Regions from separate parts of the Mus musculus genome. Here region 1 is linked to region 2. A link is a contact called in public Hi-C data. All regions are on one chromosome and are shown on one strand. Each heading gives the region's core, a stretch centred on a gene start, on an enhancer-like site or on the middle of the called end of the contact. The rest is flanking DNA. Distances are from core to core; before and after follow the strand shown.

Evidence for each region. A called contact is a pair of places that touch in the nucleus more often than the background predicts.
Region 1: a Hi-C map of ECoMG-derived neutrophils shows a contact between it and region 2, with 3 times the contacts expected there. The contact joins two enhancer-like sites. A contact is called at or near these places in 3 of 484 Hi-C or Micro-C datasets (ECoMG-derived neutrophils, bone marrow-derived macrophages and nephron progenitors), 2 of 115 datasets of contacts at active chromatin or transcription factors (CD8 T cells and the HPC-7 cell line) and 3 of 9 other capture datasets (adipose tissue, liver and pancreatic islet).

Annotation. Positions count from the first base shown.
Region 1 is chr10:8,067,238-8,072,086 of GRCm38.p6, reverse strand. No RefSeq gene overlaps it. Among named protein-coding and RNA genes, the nearest start is that of Gm30820, 90 kb to the right of the region's middle. Within about 2 kb of position 1,791, at least 29 of the 459 cell types and tissues checked have an H3K27ac peak or open chromatin away from gene starts, as enhancers often do. A contact at or near this core is called in ECoMG-derived neutrophils, the HPC-7 cell line and bone marrow-derived macrophages, where this site is marked.
Region 2 is chr10:7,935,210-7,940,278 of GRCm38.p6, reverse strand. All of the region lies in intron 1 of Tab2 (TGF-beta activated kinase 1/MAP3K7 binding protein 2), which reads left to right. Among named protein-coding and RNA genes, the nearest start is that of Tab2, 18 kb to the left of the region's middle. Within about 2 kb of position 3,513, at least 35 of the 459 cell types and tissues checked have an H3K27ac peak or open chromatin away from gene starts, as enhancers often do. A contact at or near this core is called in ECoMG-derived neutrophils, the HPC-7 cell line and bone marrow-derived macrophages, where this site is marked.

The sequences.
Region 1 (4,849 bases), core at 542-3,041, 130 kb before region 2:
GTGTTGACTCCACTCTTTCTGAACCCTGTGACTCTGGATCGTTTCATCACTGGCCAACCCCCTGCAAGCCTGGCCAATCAAAACAATTCCTTGTGAGCCTTATTGAGTACTGTTATCCACACGGGCTAAAGCCTGGCAAGCTGTCTACTATGAGAGAAAATAAGCCACTGAAGAAGAAATGCCAGCTCGGAATCTTTCTTTTCCAAGGAACTACCTGGTCAATAAAGACAAGTTCAGGGCTGTGCTAGACACCTCACACTTTCTAAGTTCATCAAAATGAACGTTAAACAATTAGCAACATTGTGTTTTAAGGGGGGAAAAAATCTCTTATTGAAAAACAAACCAGGGAAGAATATTAAGCCATAAGTTTCTTGGTTGATGTTTTTGTTTTTGTACAAAGCTTTGTTCCCAAGCAGGCAGATAAAAAAGTGGTCAAACGGTTCTACCCTGTACACTTGATATTCATGTTTCCAGAACTGAGTAGAGAGGCTCCCAAGAAATGAAATCCCCTCTTTCCCATTTCCCTGTTGTCTTTCAAAACAGCAGGACTGCCAAGATCAGCCCCCAAAGAGCTTCCTTTGAAGTTCCTCATGCTTCCCCTACAGCCGGAGCAAAACAACCACCTAGACTGTGTGCCCAGTCCCCAGGGGAACAGCTGGGAGGCCAGGCTGCCATGCTCAGTGGAACATAGGGCTAAGCCACTACAAATAGTTTTGCAAAAGTGACATAGAGTGAAAGATAATGGGACCATCACTCCAAGGACCGGGGCTCATGGGTTGTACGCATAGATCATTTGTGTCTGGAGAAGGGAATACTTTCTCTTCCTGGGGCCTGAGTATTCCTGTATTTCAGGCCAAGGATTCATTTCTACCTCCATTCAAGTTTAGCATGGGTATCTCCCCCCCCCCCATGCTCTCTATGAGGTACCCTTAACTACCATTCCATCATACATGAAAACTGTCTTTGTCATAAATATAACAAAAAATGTTTCAGAACACAATTAAGGGTAAAAAGGTCTTCCCAAATCAACCCTGAAGTCGGTATGGAAAGAAATGGAGACCAGCCAAAATAAGAAATGCAAAGCTATGTGTTCAGAGCCGAGGGCATGGGAACCCACCACCATCATTTACATTTTGACAGTCTCAAAGGCAGTAACAGACATAGGCAAACTTTACTGGGGAAAGGGGAAGGTTTCTGATGTGCCTGATTGATTGGGGGCTGTTGAACTTGGGGCACTGAAGCTGGAGAAACTAGACGCCACATCATCTGTAATTGGCTAGGGCTACAGATTTGGCTTTCTTTAATTGGTTTTAAATTGGAAGCAGAAACAAAGATTAGGGAAGTTTTTTCTTATTAATCAAGCCTTGGCCATTTGGAGCTGACACAGGGTTGTGGCTTAGCTCGTTGGTTGTTACCAGAGATAGCAGGCTGGCTTTCCTGTGAGTCTGATGTATAGCAGGCTGGCTTCCTGTAAGTTTGACCTATAGCAGCCTGGCTTCCTGGGCTGTTTTGCTATAGATAAAGGGGTTGGCTTCCAGGGAAGGCTGGGGTCAGAGCTCCATTTTCCTAGATAATAGAATTCCTGATATTTGTATATCATCTCTCAGTGCCCTGAAACAGGAGATCTGCAGGTAAGAAAATCCATGTATGAAGCAAGGCAAATTTCCATTCAGATAGTATGAACAAGATTTCACATCTACAGCTTTCCTATGCCTTATTACTGTCATGAGGATGTGGTTGGCTTGACCTCATGACTTCTAGATTCATGTTCTCTTATGCTTGGGGCAGGAGGAACCCAGTAGCCTTCTGAAAGGGAAAGATGGCTCCTTAAGCCCACTTCCCTACTTCTGGCCACTCCAGTCTCCCAAGTACTGCCCTAAAGCAAATTTAGTTTGAAGGGAATAAAGGAATAATTTAGATCAAAATACCTTAATGGATCCACACATTGGATGTCAGGACTCAATCAGACTTTACACAAGTCTGCTCCAGCTGCCTTAATAACATGCAACAGGCTGGTTGGCTTAAACAACAGACACTTATTTCCTTGAAGTTTGGAAGATTGGATGTTAAGATGATAGAAAATCCCATTTTAATCTGAAACGTCTTCTGAAAACTTGTAGTGAGTTTGCTGTTTGCTCATATAGCCTTGCCTCTGTGTTTTTGGAGACCCTGGTTATCTTCTTAGAAGGGTCTCTCCTCTCATTAATCCCGTTGGACCAGATGCCCACCCCATTTAACTTAATTGATTCCTTTTGGCTCTTTGTCCAAATACACTCACATCCAGCATCACATGGATTTGGCAGAGGCACAAATATTCAGCCCGTAATCTGACCTAAGTCTCCAGTTGTTCACCTAAAACTCCCACTTAGAAAGTGGGTAGTCATCAAGACAACCCAACTGTAAAATTTTAAAGCAATTTTATTTTAGAATTTCATAAACCTTTTGACCACATTCATTTGCTTTACCTCAGCTCCTCCCAGATCCACAGCACCTCTCTACTTACCCAGCTTCATGCCCTCATTTTCTAAAATTCAGCAAGACCAATTTGTGCTGCCCATACACTCTAGGGCGGGTCGGTATTCACCAGAGTGTGGTTTGCCTACCAGTGGTCACACTCTTAAAGAAAATGGGCTCTCCCTCTCCCAGTAGCTAGCCATTGCCAATAACTCCTACACTATGGGTGGGATTTTGTGTCTACCTCCCCTCTCTATCCCGGGATTTGTTCTGACTTGAGTGTCACAGGTCTTGTACACACTGTCGCAAGCACTGTGAGTTTATCTGTACCACTACCTTGCTGTGTCCAGAAACTTGTGTTTCTTTGTAGTCACTCACTGCTTCTAGCTCTTAAATCTTTTTGCTGCCTCTTTTGCAATGATCCCTGCACACTAGAAAGAAGGGGGTATGAGATATGTCTCATTGAGGAATGAATGTGATGGATTGTCTATTCTTGGCCCAGGGAATGCACTATTAGAAGGTATGGTCCTGTTGGAGTATGTGTGGCCTTGTTGGAGTAGGTGTATCATTGTGAGTGTGGGCTTTAAGACTCTCCTCCTAGCTGCCAATATGGAAGCCAATATTCTGCTATCAGTCTTCAGATGAAGATATAGATTTCTCAGCTCTGCCTACACCGGGTATTCCTGGACACTGCCATGCTCCTGCCTTGCCGATAATGGACTGAACCTCTGAACCTGTAAGCCAGCCCCAGTTAAATGTTGTCTTTATAAGAGTTGCCTTGGTCATGGTGTCTGTTCACAGCAGTAAAACCCTAACTAAGGCAATGAGCATTCCAGTCTCTTATTCTCCACATCTTCACCAGATGTGGTCTCTGTGTAAATCACACACTCCCAGGATGCGAGTTGAGGGATACACTTACTCATGGGTATAATGCTAAGTCATTAGAATTCAGTTTAATCCTCTCATTGGCATAATAATAGTCGGTTCTCTCCTAGGGCCTGTGACAGTGACAGGTTTTATGGGTTTTATGCTGTGAAGTTGGCTTCAAGTGATTCAGAAAGTGGTTGGTTGTTCCCATGGCATTCCTGCCACTGAGCATATCTTACCAGGTTGGTCATTATTATAGCTCTTAGGGTTCACAGAAGGGGAGCATTGATGACGATTTTCCTTCTCCAGTAGTGAACATAGCTCCTTCAAACATATGGAGGAGGGATAGAGTTCAGTCAATATCAGCTTGATTTCACTATGTTCTATGACTCAAATATGTGGCATCTTTAACAGTACAGCTCTAGAACTCTTAATATCATTCTATAATACTCCTGACTACAGTTATATTTTCTTTCTTTCTTTTCATTTCTTTTTTTGCAAATATTTCTTTGCCACTCTCAGTTTCTTTAAAGTAGATATTTGGTGATCCAGTCATCCCAAAGAAACCTGCTTCTAAACTATCACATGGAGTTCAGAAACTAAGTTTCTTAAATGGATTAAGACAATGACCCCAGAAGTCAGAAAGCAAAACAGATATATTTGATCAAAGAAATTGGAATAAATAAATAAACAACTGTTCTTGTTCCCATCTGAGAACTTCAGTAGGACAGGAAATAACCCCAGAAATAAAAAGGGGGGGGATTACATGAAACTAAAAAGAGAAGAAAATAGTGACAGTTTACAGGATAGAAGAAATCTTTGCTAACTGTACTTCAGTCAGGAGAGTAGATATCTAGAGTATGTAAGGAATTACAAAGATCAAATGGTCCCTCACGAAAAAGTCTTTTAATCAACCACAAGCTAACAAACTGAATAGTCAATTCTTAAAAATAAAAGAAAGAAACACATATGAATAGTAAATATTGGGAAAAGCATTCAACATCATTAGTCATCAAGAAACATAACATTTAAATTATTTTTAGACTCTACCTTGCCCCAAACTCCACCTAACATCAAGGTAAGAAATGACAACATATAAGGCCAAGATGTAGGCAAAGAGTACATATTGCTGGGAGGGATATAAACTGCAGTGCACAGCCACTATGGAAGTCATTATGGAGGTTCCTCAAAAGACAAAAAACAGAGCTGTATTGTCCAGCCATCCTGAGTATATAACCAACTATCTACTGCCTACCTACAGAGGTAGGATGTACCTAGAATCTACCTAACAGAGATACCTGCACATTCACAATTATTGCTGCACTATCAATAATACCTTAAAATATAGAGCTGGGCTAGCTATCCACACACACACACACACACACACACACACACACACACAAAGTTTATTCAGCCATAAATAAAAGTGAATCACATTTGCAGGAAACAGATGCGACTGGACGTTAAATGAAATAATCCAGGCACAGAAAGACAAATGCTATTGTTTCTTTTCTTCTACCATCTAGAC
Region 2 (5,069 bases), core at 2,264-4,763:
TCTTTCTTTTCCTCCTTTGCGTTCCCTACATCAGCGCCAAGGACGTGTACCCAAAGTCAATACCAGTCAATTATAAAAATCCCCTGCTTCTCATAGGAACACTATGATAGGACCCAGGTTATACTTTGGGCAGTTAATAGGCCTGTTGCTATTGTAAAACACAGCTTAGAAAAGCTATTGAGGGGCTGGAGAGATGGCCCAGCAGTTAAGAGCACCAGCTACTCTTCCAGAGGTCCTGAGTTCAATTCCCAGCAACCACATGGTGGCTCACAACCATCTGTAATGGGATCCAATGCCCTCTTTTGGTGTGTCTGAAGATGGTGGCAGTATACTCATACACATAAATAAATATTTAAAAAAGAAGAAAAGCTGTTGAGTAGGACAAAGTATCAGTTAAACGGTTGTTGTTAATTGGTTATAAAGGTAACAGATAGCAGAGCCAGAACATTACGGTAGTAATAGGGGGATGAATGCAAGAAAGCTTGGTGGTAGTGATCAGTGATACTTGAGTGTGTTAAGATAGGAAAGGTTCTTGGCTTCAGGGCCACGCTGCTTGCAATGCATTATTGGGTAGGAGTCAGTGAGTTGAGTTTTGGTCGGTTGTTCTGTTAAAGCTGGTAGTGTGTGTGTGTTGTCAGGGTGCTGGTTTACTTGTTTCAGACCCACCTTTCTCTCCCTCCCTCACTGTCTCAATTCCATTGCTGTAATCTAAGAGCTTCCCTTTAGGAAAAAGTATGTTCTTTCTAGTCATAGCCACCAGCAGAGCTTATTATGTGTGGAGAACAGTCCCTTATTTCCTACCCTCATTCCTGTTCTCCGCTTGAGGTCTTCTCTGACCTGTGTGAAGAATACTTAGAGATATGCCAGTGCCGTGACTGTCATCTCACCCCACCTCCAGGCCATGGATAGATTGGTTTTTTTAATATGTGAAATAAAGTTGTTAGAGCTAGTTACAGAAAACTGCAACCACATGCTGTGTTTACAATCCAAATAGTAATCAGTAAATAGGACATCATTCATCTCCTATCACCAGGTAAAATTACTTGCGTAAAGTAATTAAAACAACCTTCAAATTTGTATTTATGAATTTTATATATAGATTTAAAACTACACCATGTATGTTATATATTAATAATATGTTAATACTATATTAACTTATATTAATAAGTTATATAATAATATTATTAATAAGTTGTATAATATTATTATAATTAATTATAATTATAATTAATATATTAATATAATAATATTATTAATATATTAACTTATATTAATAAGTGTATGTTTTAGTTCCAAGTCTATTTCTTTATATTTCATATGTTTCATGACGTTCAGAAATAGGGAACCTTATGCACATATACCCACTTTGCATACTAAACCTTTTTGTAGAAGACAAAAGTGTTTGTTTTATAGCTTCAGAATGAGTCAAAATCCAGGTTCTAATCCAAGGCCTGCCACTAAGCTATGTAAGAAACTTAGTCCATAGAGTCTAGGTGTGTGTTGTAGATACTTTGAAATGAAGTATTTTGTTTCTACTTTTAAGGTATTCCTTCCCTAATTTACTAATTTAATTAATAAATTCATGAAATTTCTTACAGCTCAGTAAATAAGTTCATGGATTTCCCCCCACCCCCACCCCCCCAGACAGGGTTTCTCTGAATAGCCCTGGCTGCCCTGGAACTCACTTTGTAGACCAGGCTAGCCTCGAACTCAGAAATCCGCCTGCCTCTGCCTCTCGAGTGCTGGGATCAAAGGCATGCGCCACCACGCCCGGCTTCATGGATTCTTAATGAGCATCTAGGTTCTCATTGGGGTTTTAGATAATCCATTTTAGCTGCTGTCTTAGGGGTTTACTGCTGTGAAGAGACACTGTGACCAAGGCAACTTTTATAAGGACAACATTTAATTGGGGCTGACTTACAGGTTCAGAGGTTCAGTCCATTATCAAGGCAGGAGCATGGCAGCATCCAGGCAGGCATGGTGTAGGAGGAGCTGAAAGTTCTACATCTTCATCTGAAGACTGCTAGAAGACTGGCTTCCAGGCTGCTAGGATCAGGGTCTTAAAGCCCATACCCACTGTGACATACTTCCTCCAACAAGGCCACACCTCTAAATAGGGCCACATCCTAACTCAAGCATATTCAAACCACATCAACTAGTGGAATTTTGGTTTTCCCAATGTATTTTCTGGTATTTGAAATTGCAAAACAAAGTCTAATGTTTGATTTATTAAGAACATTTTAGTTATTTTGTACACCTTATGTGTCAATATTGCATATAGGCAATGTTCTATATTTAAGCACATAGTCCATGTCACCAAAAATATAGAGCAGTACAAGGATGGCGATGACTTGTGGTGTTTATTAGTCCACAGGAGCATTAGTAGTTCTGAGTGTCGCCGTGAGGACGGAAGCAGGGGAGAAGAATTCAAGAAGAAGGTCAAACTAAGGTTGATTTTGAAGAAGTAGTTTTAGCATGTGTCAAAAGTGGAGAGATTGCATTCTAAGCAAGATCATTGCTCACTGAGGGAAGAAAAGGGGTTTGAATATGTTCAGAAAGCCGGAATGGATTTCTACAGATACAGGGACTGATGGGAAGTAAAAGTAGATCAGTTTTAAGAAAACAAGTAATAATAATAAATGCTGGCAAGGCTTTGAGCAAAAGGAAAGTCACATGTATACTGCTGATGGGAGGGTGAGGTAGTCCAGCAACTGTGAGAATCAATATGAACACCTCTCAAAGACCGAAAAATAGATCTATCATGTCACGCACCCAAACCAGGCCTCCAAGTCAAGTCACAGAGGTACAGCAGAGGAATGGATAAAGAAAATGTGGTGTATGGACACAGATAGAATGCTTTCCACTCAGAAGAGCAAAGTAGATGAAAGTGAATGAAGCCAGTCTCAGAAAGACAAAAACCATATACATTCTCACTTTCAGTTGCTAGATGTGATAAAAATATGTAAAACCATGTATTTGTATATAACCCTGATATAAAGCTATAGTGGGAGCAAAGAGGACTAATGGAGAGGGAAAGGAAGAAGATAGAAGACTGGAATGTGCCCGGAGTTGAGAATGCACTTGTGTAAAAATGCCCTTCTAAGAACAGGGCCATGGATGATGACTATACACAAGAATATTTTTTTTGAAACTTAAATATTTAAAGTAAGTAGATTTAGCAGTAGGTAAATAATGGCACAGGTGGTAGAATGCTTACCGAGCATGCCTAAGGCCCCAAGCTCAGCAAAACATAAGCCATGCATGGTGATTCAGCACACCTGTAGTTATGCCACTGGGGAAGTGGAAGCAAGAGGGCCAACCACCCAGCGAGTTTGAGGCCAACTTAGAGTATATGAGACTCTGCCTTTTTTTTTAAAGGTACATTTAATAGATTTTAATCTAAATTGCATGACCCTAAAGATACCTAAGGTTAGGATTTGAAGGAGAGGTGCACACAGAAGGGAAAGGGTTAGGGTTTTACACAGCAGAGCACAGCAGTGTCAGCAGTTCCTCTTTAAGGTAACTAACTGTGCTGTTTCACTACCACGTTTCCCTATAATTGTCTATCTTCTGCTTTTACAACCTTGTTTTTTCTTATTGACCGATCTCCTCCTCATCTCTGGTGTAGTCACTGTTCTCAATTTCAATCCATATTTGGATGTGTCACATTGAACCTGACAAATTACATTTTCAAAATAACATAATCGTCGTTATTTTATGCATTCAAAACCAAAAGCTAGAGAGGAAATCTGTAGCTTTCTTGACCTCTGATGTAGAGACCCAAACTGGAGAAGGCAAACTGGAATGGATTTTAGTGGGAGTGGCAAGCAGGAAAGGAGCCTGAATATTGTTTCTTATTTGTGTTGTTTCAGTTCTTACGCTGCTGCTGTAATTTCTTCTGTGCTCATTGGCTTCCTACTAGCTAGGCTAAAATGTAGAGGGCAGTTTGAATAAGTTGCTTTATGAATTAGTACTTGCTGAATCCCTTTCAGACTTAACTGGCAACTTTGGTGTATGCACGTGGCAGTGTGTTTAAGATGACTAAGACTTCTATATGTTCTTAGTTAAAGGGAAATCCTGAAAAGGGAGAGAGGGAGGGAGAAAAGGAAGTATGAAAGGGTCTGGACTCACAAAACGAAAGGTCTAAACTTAAACACTCCCTACACAGAGTAACCAGACCTTGGAGATTTTAAACATTGAATTTTTTTTTTTTTTTTGAACTTCAAGCATCAGGTAACTATTTCACAACATAAGAGAGGAAAAGGTAAACTTTGAGGTTCTTTCTACAGAGCCAAACATACCATGATAGTAAAATAGAATAAAAGACTACAGACCAGTCTCAGGAAAGTTGGTGAAAAACAATGCTTAATTAATCAAGTGGTCTCCATATAATAATATTGTAGATGAATTAGTGTTAGGTGAACACAGGTGTGGAAAATCTAAAGGATATCAAAAAGTGGAAGAGGGGAATTTCAAGTTATTTTTAAAAAGAAGAATATAGCGATATTCCTAAGTGTTCACATCTCAGACCAGAAACCACCATTTTGGTACAAGAAAATGGTAAGATGCTAGAATTCCCATTTTAGTATTTAGGAAAATGCCAAGTTCCTATTAAGAAGTCATAAATCAAAGCCTATTGGGATGTTGCCTATAACTGCATAGGAGGCTGAGGCAAAAGGAGACCTGGCTGCATAATGAGACCTACCTGCCATCCTCCCTAGCCCCAACATCACTGTTAGATAACGTTGTCCTGGAGATGCTCCATAATACAGTTAGACCAAAAGTAAATACGTAAGTAAAGCCAGGCGTGATCGAAAGGGAGGAGACAGGTCTACTATTCTCTAATACTTTATACATGGAAAACAGCCAAGAAGACAAGCTGAAATGTTACTGTGAGTAATGAGATTTCAATATGATAGCTAATTATAAAATTATATTGATTTATCTACAGTGCTTTCCCTCCTTGGTAGTCTTTAAAGTAGTGAAAGGTCTCCAAAAGAGTTAGTGACAGGGAATCTCTCATGACTTTTTTTTTTTTCCCTTTGTGAGGAATATACAGATAAAATCCT